2 separate regions of the Oryctolagus cuniculus genome follow, and region 2 is linked to region 1. The links are chromatin contacts, called in public Micro-C maps. All regions are on one chromosome and are shown on one strand. The core of a region is the stretch at or near the end of the contact, and the rest is flanking DNA. Distances in the headings are between cores, read along the strand shown.

Region 1 (5,443 bases), core at 887-3,386:
GACCCTGGGAGGCAGCAGTGATGGCTCAAGTCACTGGGTCCCTGCCATTCACAGGGAGACCTGGGTGGAGTCCCCGGCTCCTGGCTTTGACGTGGCCCAGCCCTGGTTGTTACCAGCACTTGAAGAATGAACTAATGAATAGGATCTCTCTCTCTCTCTCCCTCTCTCTCTCTCTCAAATAAACAAAAAATTTAAAATATACATATCACAACAAACATAAATAAATGATAACATTTACTTTTAGACACATCTAATTCAATTCACAAGAAAAGGATGCACCCACAAAAGATTTACTACAACTGACTGTAAACATATGGAAAGAGTTCTCAGCATCCCTGCTAATTAAGGGAACAATTCACACGTGGATTTTTAAAATGACAGCCCTTAGCACCAGCGGGTGTCAGTTGGCATTCTTTGAAAATGTTGACTGTAAAGTGAGTTGGTGCAAATTTTTGGGAGTACAATTTGCAAAATGGATCAAGAACTTTAAAACATACACACCCAGCGACTACACTGTGAGATACAATTTAGGGGCATATGCAAAAAAAAATGCATCCGCCAGGATCCTCTAATGAATTATTTATAACCTCAGAAACCTGGTGTCTAAATACCCAACAATTAGGAAAGTGAAATTACTACTACTGCTACTACTAGTAATAAAATACATTGATCATAAGATTGCCGCCTCACGGCATTGTTGTAAACACTTCTGTGGTCAGCACACACCAATCTGCACTATAACTATGTGAGATTACATTATCACCATCCTAGGCACAACAGAACGTAACCATTTGCATGAAGTCCTACAGCCATGGAGAGCTGAAGGGGTCAGTTTCCAGAATTACCTACACATGAATGTTTCACAGGTTACGTCGCACAAAATACATCTCATGTGGGAATACTGTGATTTTTTTAAAGATTTATTTCTTTATTTGAAAGGCAGTGTTACAGAGAGGGAGAGGCAGAAGGGGGGGGGGGCAGTTTTCCATCTGATGGTTCACTCTCCAATGGCTGCAGTGGCCAGAGTTGCACTGATCAGAAGCCAGGAGCCAAGAGCCAGGAGCCAAGAGCCAGGAGCTTCTTCTAGGTCTCCCACATGGGTGCAGGGGCCTAAGGTCTTGGGCCATCTTCCATTGCTTTCCCAGGCCATAGCAGAGAGCTAAGTCAGAAGTGGAGCAGCTGGGACTCGAAACCACACCCATATGGGATGCCGGCACTGAAGGCGGCAGCTTTACCCACTGAGCCACAGTACTTGCCCCAATATTGTGTTTTAATAACACTAAATGTATGAAACCTCATGCATTGAGAGTCCTATTGTAAGTCCTGCTATTGCAAACACATATGCATCCAGGTGATAGTACAAAATCATACGTATACATAGGCCTGTTTAGGTGCAAGAGTAAGTATGGCAGTGTCAAATACCACCGGGATGATGGGTAACTCGTCTTTGTGCTTCACCTTTTGTATTTCTACAAGGAGCATACACCTCATGCCATTTGAAGCAAAAAGAACATGCAATTTCAGAAGACAAGACATCGGGGCTGGTGCTGTGGCACAGTGGGCTAAGCCTCCGCCTGTGGCACCAGCAACCCATAAGGGAACCAGTTTGTGTCCTGGCTGCTCCTCTTCCCACCCAGCTCCCTGCTGTGGCCTGGGAAAGCAGTGAAAAATGGCTCAAGTCCTTGAGCCCCTGCACCCACGTGGGAGACTCGGAAGAAGCTCCTGGCTCCTGGTTTCGGATCGGCACAGCTCTGGGCACTGTGGCCATTTGGGGAGTGAAGCAGTGGATGGAAAACCTCTCTCTCTCTCTCTCCCTCTGTCTGTAGCTCTACCTCTCAAATAAATAAAAGGAAAAGACATTTAGGGCAGGCGTTGTGATGCAGCAGTTTAAAACACTGCTTGAGAGGCCAGCATGGCGTATTAGAATTCTGGTTCTAGCGTCAGCCCCGCTAGCTCCATGCTACTGCGCCTGGGAAGGCAGCCGATGATGGCCCAAATACTTGGGTACCTGCCATCCACATAGGAGACCCAGATGGAGTTCCAGGCTCCTGGCTTAAGTCTAGCCATGCCCCAGCTGTTGCAGTCATCTGGGGAGTGAACCATCAGATGAAAGGTCTCTCTCTCTCCCTGTCACTCTGCCTTCCAGGTAAAGAAATAATCTTACAAAGATAGTCAAGGAATCAGTGAGGCTGGGTAGGGTGGGTGGGCGGTGGAGGTTGTCAGGGTTGGGAGGAAAAGATGGCGAGGATAGGAGGGACTGGGGCGGCACTGGCGAAAGGGTCCCACGTTCCAGGCATGCGTGATGAGCGAGTCCTGGAGACCCCTGGTGCAGCGTGGAGGCCGTGGCTAACAACACCGCGCTGGCTGCTAGGAGAATCGCTGTTAACTGTTCTCCCACAGAGGGGGCGAGCGTGGGAGGTGAGGGAGGGGCACGCTCGCCAGCTTGCCTCTCTCCCTGCACCCTACACCCTGCGAATGCACACATGCGTGGTCAGTTACGCCTTAGTGAAGCTGGGGGTGGAGAGATTCCTTAATGGATTTTTTTTCCTTCTTTCGATGACACGGCCGGCTGTCCGCAGGCCTTTCGGGAAGCTCCTTTGTTCTTGGGGCTTCCTGGCCCACTTCCTCAGTGCCCTCGCCAAGGGTCTTCTCGCCCCAGCATCTCCTCCCGCCTCCCCTGTCAGCTCTGTGCTCCTGCCCGTGGCCAGCCCAAGCAGACCCTAGACGCCCTGGCGGTATTCCCCTGAGTCACCTGGGCACACAGGCCCGGGTGTACAGTCAGCACTGGGAGGCAGCACTCAATTCAGCAAGCGGCTCCCGTGGGCTGGCCTTGCTACCTGCAGGTCAAGTAACCTTGAGTCCAAGGACCTTCCTCAGAACACTGGGCCAGCCTCTTCCATTCTTCTAGATTTTTCATCATCCAATAAGGACCCCAACCGCGAAGCTGCCTTTGACATGGATCACCCATAATCCCCTCCTCTGGGGAGGCTGAGAATCCTACCAAAGACCAGAGCTGCCGGACGCCTACCCAGGCACCCACGCACCAGCAAACGCACGGGAGATTATTTCTTCCTAACTCCTCTTGATTCTTGCTTGGGTTTCTCGGTCTTGGGTCAGGTCTCTCTGCAGCATTGTTCCCCATTCCCAAAAGAACACGCAACACAGAGGAACTGCTCACCCTCGGGCTTGCTGGGGCGGCCGGCTTTGGCATCAGCGACCTCTCAGCCCTGTTGGAAGGGAAACTTCCTGCACGGACAGCGGGAGAGCGTCTCCTGCTGGGAGCCCGTGTTTCGTGGGGGAGACCGGCAGGCCTCCGGGATTGCAAACCAGAGGGTGGGTTCTCCAGGGAGCGCGTGCATGTTTCTCCATCTTCCTCCGCGGCTCTTTGCAAAGCAGTGAGTGTGCTAGGTCAACGGTGTCCAGGACGCCTCTAATCTGTGCTCTTTGAATGAAAATGCTGCTTTCAGGGTGTGTTTTAGCTTCTCTGTTGCGGGTTCTGTTACTCCTCAGTGTTGTGACACCAAGGAGATCTCAGCTTCGAGGCATCTGGGCAACAAGAAGCCACCCTGGGAAATGCAAATGCATCGCTTTCAACGCTTCTTTTCCTTTGCCCCTGGCCAGTACGCCACAGGTAACTCATTTATTTATCTGTATACCTTAGCATTTCTTTATTTTGCTTTTATTTAATTCATTTAGGCGGCATATGGATTATCATAAACTTGACTTTCTTAGAACTTCGACACTTGTCTAAACTCAGTGCCCGTAAACTCCACATGGCTCAGGAAGCGGGCATGGATTTTGGCAGGAAGACATGATCTTTGGAGCAAGACTGGGGAGCCCAGGCCTTGGTGCTCTACCAAGCGACCTCAAGGAAATACACTGATGGTGGTTGGTTGGGGGGGGGGAGCTTTTTTTTGTTTTGTTGTCAAAGATATTTCCCATATTCCAGATGGTCTACAAGGAGCATGCACTGCCTTTGCAATTTAAACAACTAATCTTAAGAGGATGCTGGAACAAGGGCTCTCCCTAGGGGCCTGAGGCTCAGTGACTTGGGGCCTGACATGCAGAAGATCCACTTTCCAACAGCGTTTTGGGGAGAGCAACGGAGTAGGACTGACCCAAGCCGCCTGGGCGCTTGGTGATCCATTACAGAGTGAAGCTGAAGGGTCGAGGCTGTCCACAGGCAGACAGGTCCCAAGCCACAGAGATGACCACGGAGTTCTAGGATCTCCCGCACTAAGCAGGGACGGGCAGGCGAGCCGGAGGAAAAGGTCACCGAGCTCCCTCTACAGGCCGCTGCTGGTATTACCACGGTCTCCTTGCAGACTTCTTGAAGGAAGCCAAGATCCTACTCCATCAAGCTGGAGTTATTTTTAAACAGAAAGGGATGTGCTGTGGGGGAAAAAAAAAAAAAAGGCAAAAACAACAAAACCCTCCACGCTGTGCATTCTGTGGCGATCGCGCGAAAGGCAGACCTGTTAGACAAGGGTGTAGAATGGAAACAGCATTTCAGTTCCATCTAAGAAACGCGGCAGGTTCGAATCCTGGCTCCACCGCCGGCAGCGTGACTCTGGGGCCTGCTGGAGGGAGGGCTCCGCAGTGTTCCGGTGAAGCGCCCGTGCCGGAAGCACACAGAACCCCGCCTCTCCTCCTGCACCCAGAGACGTCAGCCGGCTCCTGCGCAACTCGGCACTGCTTCCTCTGGAATGAGACGAGACTGGCTTAGTGCGTCTCGAGGTTCCTCTAAGCGCCAACTGAAAAGGAGAGACTGTGTGACAGCAGTCCGATATGCGTGTGTGTGTGTGTGTTTATTTTTTTGACAGGCAGAGTGGACAGTGAGAGAGAGACAGAGAGAAAGGTCTTCCTTTGCCGTTGGTTCACCCTCCAATGGCCACCGCAGCCAGTGCGCTGCGGTCGGCACATTGCGCTGATCCGATGGCAGGAGCCAGGTGCTTCTCCTGGTCTCCCATGGGGTGCAGGGCCCAAGCACTTGGGCCATCCTCCACTGCACTCCCGGGCCACAGCAGAGAGCTGGCCTGGAAGAGGGGCAACCGGGACAGAATCCGGCGCCCTGACTGGGACTAGAACCCGGTGTGCCGGCGCCGCTAGGCGGAGGATTAGCCTAGTGAGCCGCGGCGCCGGGCTCGTGTGTGTGTTTTAATCAGAGCAGTCATCTAAAAGGCCCATGGAAAATGCACATTAGCAACAACTGTGCATGCATTTCAAAATGCTTTTGCATCAGCATAAACTCTACACTGGGACTTTCTGACCCTAATGCCGCCGGAAGTCTCTGCCCTAGGCGATTCTGTGGCAGCCCGTGGGAACCAGACCCCTGGAGTGGTGAGCGTGGAGGTCCTGTGTAAGATGGGTGGGCAGGGACCAGGTTCCGTGGAGCTGCATAAGCTGGCTTCATTCTTAGAATAATAGGCGGCCACTGGGAGCT
Region 2 (5,443 bases), core at 1,758-4,257, 120 kb before region 1:
CTCCCTGCTAATGGCCTGGGAAAGCAGCAGAAGATGGCCCAAGTGCTTGGGCCCCTGCCACCCATGTGGGAGACCCAGGTGAAATTCCTGGATCCTGGCTTCAGTCTGGCCCAACCCTGGCCATTGCAGCCATTTGGGGAGTGAATCAGCAGATAGAAATAAATAAAATCTTGAAAAAAAAAAAACACCCATAAAAAGAAACGGGACCTGTAGCGATGGCTGCCATATGGGCACAGCTACAGCAGGTGGACTTCCTCTGCGGGGGCGCTGGTGACCACAGTCTGCGTGGAGAATCGGGGGGCTGCCGTCAGAGGGGTGCTCTAGTTTCTGGTTCCTCTGGCGCAGGAGAAGAGTACGGCTTGTGGTCGCAGAGCAGAAGGAAGCTAACTGGGGCGCGGGGAGACAGCACCTCTGACCTTGGCCTTATCAGCACCCATGCGGTGAACTTGAAACTAGTGAGGGACAAAATCTCAGTTAAAAATATGACACGAACGAGGGCCAGCGCTGTGACACAGCAGGTTAAGCCTCTGCCTGCAGCGCCGGCATCCCATACGGGTGCCTGTTCGTGTCCTGGCTGCTCCTCTTCCGATCCAGTTCTCTGCCATGGCCTGGGAAAGCAGTAGAAGATGGCCCAGGTCCTTGGGCCCCCGCACCTATGTTGGAGACCGGGAGGAAGCTCCTGGCTCTTGGCTTCGGATTGGCGTAGCTCCAGCCGTTGCGGCCATTTGGGGAGTGAACCATCGGATGGAAGACCTCTCTTTCTCTCTCTCTCTCTGACTCTACCTCTCAAGTAAGTAAATAAATCTTAAAAGGATTGAAGGAACTGTTCAGCCGCACTTGGAATCAGGAAAATTCAAATCAAACCAAGATGAGACTCAGGGGCCCGATTACTGAGGCTCCTGTGTGCTGGTGGTGAGGGTGCAGGGAGGACCCAGGGTGCTGGGATTTGTGGGTGCCCAGACGGAGGGCAGGGGGCGCTGTTGGGGAGGAAACGTGTCCTACGTGTCCTGGCTTAAGCCCGAGGAGGTGATAAGAGATTGAATCTTTCAGCACCTGAAACCCTGTGGACTTGTGAGGGTGCATTTTAATGAAATAATAGGATACATGTACATTTTTATGGAAGGCTATTTACCCAAGGTTTATTTGTGAGGATGAAAAAATTTAACTAAATGCCCATCTAAAGGATAACTAAATTAAACTAAAGGATAGTTTACAAAAAAGCTTCCAGTGCAGACTATACTATGCATGCACATGTACCTGATTGTGCTGTCGGTACACAGGCTCAGGGGAATGTGACACCATGTTAAAGACGGGGCCGGCGCTGTGGCGGAGCCGGTAAAGCCGCCGCCTGTGACACCAGCACCAGTTCAAGTCCTCGCTCCTCGCTTCCTGTCCAGCTCCCTGCTAATGGCCTGGGAAAGCAGCAGAGGATGGCCCAAGGGCTAGGGCCCCCGCACCCACGTGGAGACCCAGAGAAGCTCCTGGCTCGTGACTTTGGTCTGGCCCAGCCCTGGCCTTTGCAGCCATTTGGGGAGTGAACCAGCAGATGGAAGATCTCTCCGTCTTTCTATACCTCTTTCAAATAAATAAACAAATCTTTACAAAAATAAATAAATAAATAATAAAGACAGGACACAGAGCTGTCACTCAGTGTGATGCCAACTCCCCCCCCCAAATAAATAAATAAATAAATGTAAAAGTATTTATCAACAGTGGTACTGGACTGTAAATTTCTAAACAAATTTCCTTATTTACAATTTACTGTATTTTATGACTCTGTCATAAAACATATTAGGCCAAATCACATCAAGTTGGCATTTTGCAGGTCAAATTGGGCAAATATTGGCGACTTCGTGTACTTTATCCCAACTGCACTTCATCTACTGAATATGAAGCATATACAACTCAGAATTCCCTAATTTATCTATAATACTAGACACTTCAAAAAGTTCATGGAAATGTGTATTGTGAAGAAAACTATGCCTCTGTTTATTTCAAAAATTGTTCACATTGAAATCAGTATCTTTTAACTCCATTTTCCACAAATTCTTGGAAATATCCTCTTACGCCATATTTAATATTAACTTGGCTAAGTTATATTCTTTACTGAGTTATATTTCTTCCTTAGAAGAAATATATATTGCTTCCATAATGTATTATGAAGCTACTTTAACATAATATTTCATCATCAGTTAAAAAAAACTTTTAGAAACAGAGCCGATCAGGTAGGATTGGAAAAGGGCATCTCTGGAAAGACATTTCCTGTCTGGAAACCTCCTATGATGATGCAAGAAACACTGGAAATTGATCCGTGAACGGTGAGCTACAAGGTTCCAGTGTAGGGTGCACGGGTCTCACTGCCGCGGTGCGCCTGCGGCCACATGTTCTGCTGACGGCACGGAACGGCAGCCTGCAACACGCATCCTGAGGTCTCGATTACACAGGGCTCCTCCTAGAAACCCCACAAACTCCTCAGTTGTAATCACTGGCATTCCATACTTACGATGTAATTGGTCCCTCTGACTGCTGGCAGCTCGCTCAGCGTACATAGTTCTTGCGCTGACAACTTTTAGGGCTAATGTTACGATGCATATGTAACACCGTGCCGGCTTTGCACAAGAGGCGAACAGCTGAGACGCAGAACCAACCAGAAGGGAGACCAGGAGCGCCCTGTGCCCCTGTGCGCTCAGGATGCCTCCCTCAGCTTTTGTTTTCTTTAACCGGCAGGACGGTGAACAATGGGGTTGCCATTTCCCCTCCCGGGCCTGACTGTCACAGGCAGGACTCCACAGCTCTCTACTGAACTGTGGAGCTTCAGGTCCCGGCCCCCCCAGCAACTGACACGGAGCAGCACCCCGGATCTGCGAAGAAATCGCTTTACAGGAGCAGGACCCTCCCCGAGTTGGTTGGTCTAAGATGACCAACAAAAATGAGATGGAAAACTCTGGTCTGAGATCCAAAGGGTCACAGGATGTTAATCTCACTGGGCAGGGCCAGGGCACCACAGATTAACAGCCGGCACGAGAACTTACTCTCTCTTCTCTCTTTTTTTTTTCTGTCTTTCCCCCAACGACTCTTGGTAAGCCCTCTCTCCCTTTCACCCCAAATTCTGTGTCACCCAATTACTGCGCTGGCCACTTTACCCCATTTGTAAGGAGCTCCTAAGTACCTCATTAACGTCCTAAAAGATTAGGAGTCATTCAGAAAGGGTGGAAGTGGGTAAGATTATTTAAATCTTTTGGAATTTTTGGCTACTTGCAAAAATAGCCTTAAAAGTTACAACAGGCTGGAATTTTATTCCGTTGCTATCATACACACCAAGGTCCACGTGGAAAGATCCCTAAATATCCTATTAAATGTACATAATGTATGCTTCCGGGGGTCTGTAAATATCTCGGGAATAAAAGAGCCAAAACTTTACCAAAGTGTTGAAATTTAAATTATTCCACACTAGTTTTTACATTTTATCTATGTTCTAATCATGGAAGTCATTTAAAGCGATTTCTAAAAAAAAACACTGCAAAATTCAATGCTTAAGCAAAAAAATTCCCAGGCATCCCACTGTGCCAGGAGGTGACCAGGAGTGAGGAGCAGCCGCCCAGTGGCTTCTGTTTCTCCAAGCAGTCTTCCTGTACAGGCAGCGGCTGGCTTCCTTCCAGTCTGTCTCAAGTCCACCTCGCTGCCTGCTCCTAACAGGACCCAAGGAAGAACTCTTCCCACACAGAAGAAAGGACGCCTTGCAGGTGCGGAGCTGCCGCGGGCAGCAGAGGGCTCTGGGGCAGGTGAATGTCCCTGGGCATTCCTGAAGCCCAGCACAGCAGCAGGTCTTCCTGGGGGAAGCCAATCCCCCCCAACCCCTTTCCTTCCCCCAACAAGGTGCTCCAAGAGGCAGGGAGGGGCCCCGCTGGCCTGGGAGATCTCACAGATGGAGTCCTGCTTATCAGAAGCAAACCACAACAGGACAATTGTTTCCACCCAACTCCCTGCATTCTACACTCTCTCCAGATTAATTATCGTGGAGTCCCGCCAAGCTCATTAGGCGGGAAGGCTGTTTACGGCTCTTCCGAGCAGCGGCCTCGGGCAGCAAGCAAGGACCCAGAGAAGGTGGGCACCCACCTTCGCCACCCACCTTCCAGGGCTAGGGTCTAGGCTCTGCTGTGCGGCTGTATGCAGAAACAGCAGGATCCACGGGTATGCTCTTACTTGTCTTTTTTTTCCTAAACAGAACCGGGTCCTTATCTATTTCCCTGGCTAGCGCGGATCCCCAGGGGAGCACCACGCCAGGCAGTTCTGGAATCTGTGACCACTCAGAGCACGTGGACACTTTAAGTTTTGCCCAGAGGGCGTGGAAAGACCAACTTTTCCTTCTCCAAACCGGCTTCCTCCAGGCACCCAATCCCCCCCGAATCTGTGGGGCCTGACCTTCCCAAGCTGTGGGAGATCCCCCCCTCCTCCGCCCAGATCAACGCCTCTGTGGCTTGCTGGCCCACTGCTGGCGGGAGTGAGAACAGTTTGCTCCAGGCTGCCTGCCTAGTGTGGCCTCTAGGAGGCTGGGTCAGCTGGCGGCTGTGGCCAACAGCCCTGATGTCAAGGTAAGGGAGGGGCCAGCACGGTGGCATAGGGGTGAGCAGCTGCCTGCAGCCCCTGCTCCCCATAGGGACACCGGTTCAAGTCCGGGCTGCTCCAACTCCCATCCAACTCCCTACTAATGCGCCTGGGAAAGCAGCAGAAGATGGCCCAAATGCTCGGGCCCCTGCATCCATGTGGGAGACCCCGATGAAGCTCCCGGGTTGGGCCTGGCCCAGCCCTGGCCATTTTCGCCATTTGGGGATCGAGCTAAAAGATAAAAGATCTCTCTCTCTCTCTCTCTCTCTCTCTCTTTCTCTGTAACTCTGCCTTTCAAATAAATACAATAAATCATTTTTTTAAATTTTTTTGACAAGCAGAGTGGACACTGAAAGAGAGAGACAGAGAGAAAGGTCTTCCTTTGCCATTGGTTCACCCTCTATTGGCCGTCGCAGCCGATGCGCTGCAGCCAGCGCACCGCGCTGATCCGATGGCAGGAGCCAGGTACTTATACTGGTCTCCCATGGGATGCAGGGCCCAAGCACTTGGACCACCCTCCACTGCCTTCCCAGGCCGCAGCAGAGAGCTGGCCTGGAAGAGGGGCAACCGGGACAGAATCCGGTGCCCTGACCGGGACTAGAACCCGGTGTGCCGGCGCCGCTAGGAGGAGGATTAGACTAGTGAGCCACGGCGCAGGACGATACAATAAATCTTAAAAAAAAAAAAAAAAAAAGTAATTCCAATCCTACATTAGGGAAAAACCAAAGGAATTCACCCAACTCCCAACTGCACCTGAAAAGTAACCCAAGTCCCATGAAACAGATTCTGCACCCCACTGGCAGAAAACCCTTACACACCCTTGTCTCACTGCATGGTC

What was found. Hi-C and Micro-C count contacts between places; a contact is called where the count stands out from the background.
Region 2: a Micro-C map of ear pinna shows a contact between it and region 1, with 5 times the contacts expected there. The contact joins two enhancer-like sites. A contact is called at or near these places in 3 of 6 Hi-C or Micro-C datasets (ear pinna, psoas muscle and an unstated tissue).

Annotation. Positions count from the first base shown.
Region 1 is chr13:100,876,869-100,882,311 of mOryCun1.1, reverse strand. No RefSeq gene overlaps it. Among named protein-coding and RNA genes, the nearest start is that of MTPAP, 47 kb to the right of the region's middle. Within about 2 kb of position 2,136, at least 1 of the 8 cell types and tissues checked has an H3K27ac peak or open chromatin away from gene starts, as enhancers often do.
Region 2 is chr13:101,001,970-101,007,412 of mOryCun1.1, reverse strand. All of the region lies in intron 1 of JCAD (junctional cadherin 5 associated), which reads right to left. Among named protein-coding and RNA genes, the nearest start is that of JCAD, 37 kb to the right of the region's middle. Within about 2 kb of position 3,007, at least 2 of the 8 cell types and tissues checked have an H3K27ac peak or open chromatin away from gene starts, as enhancers often do.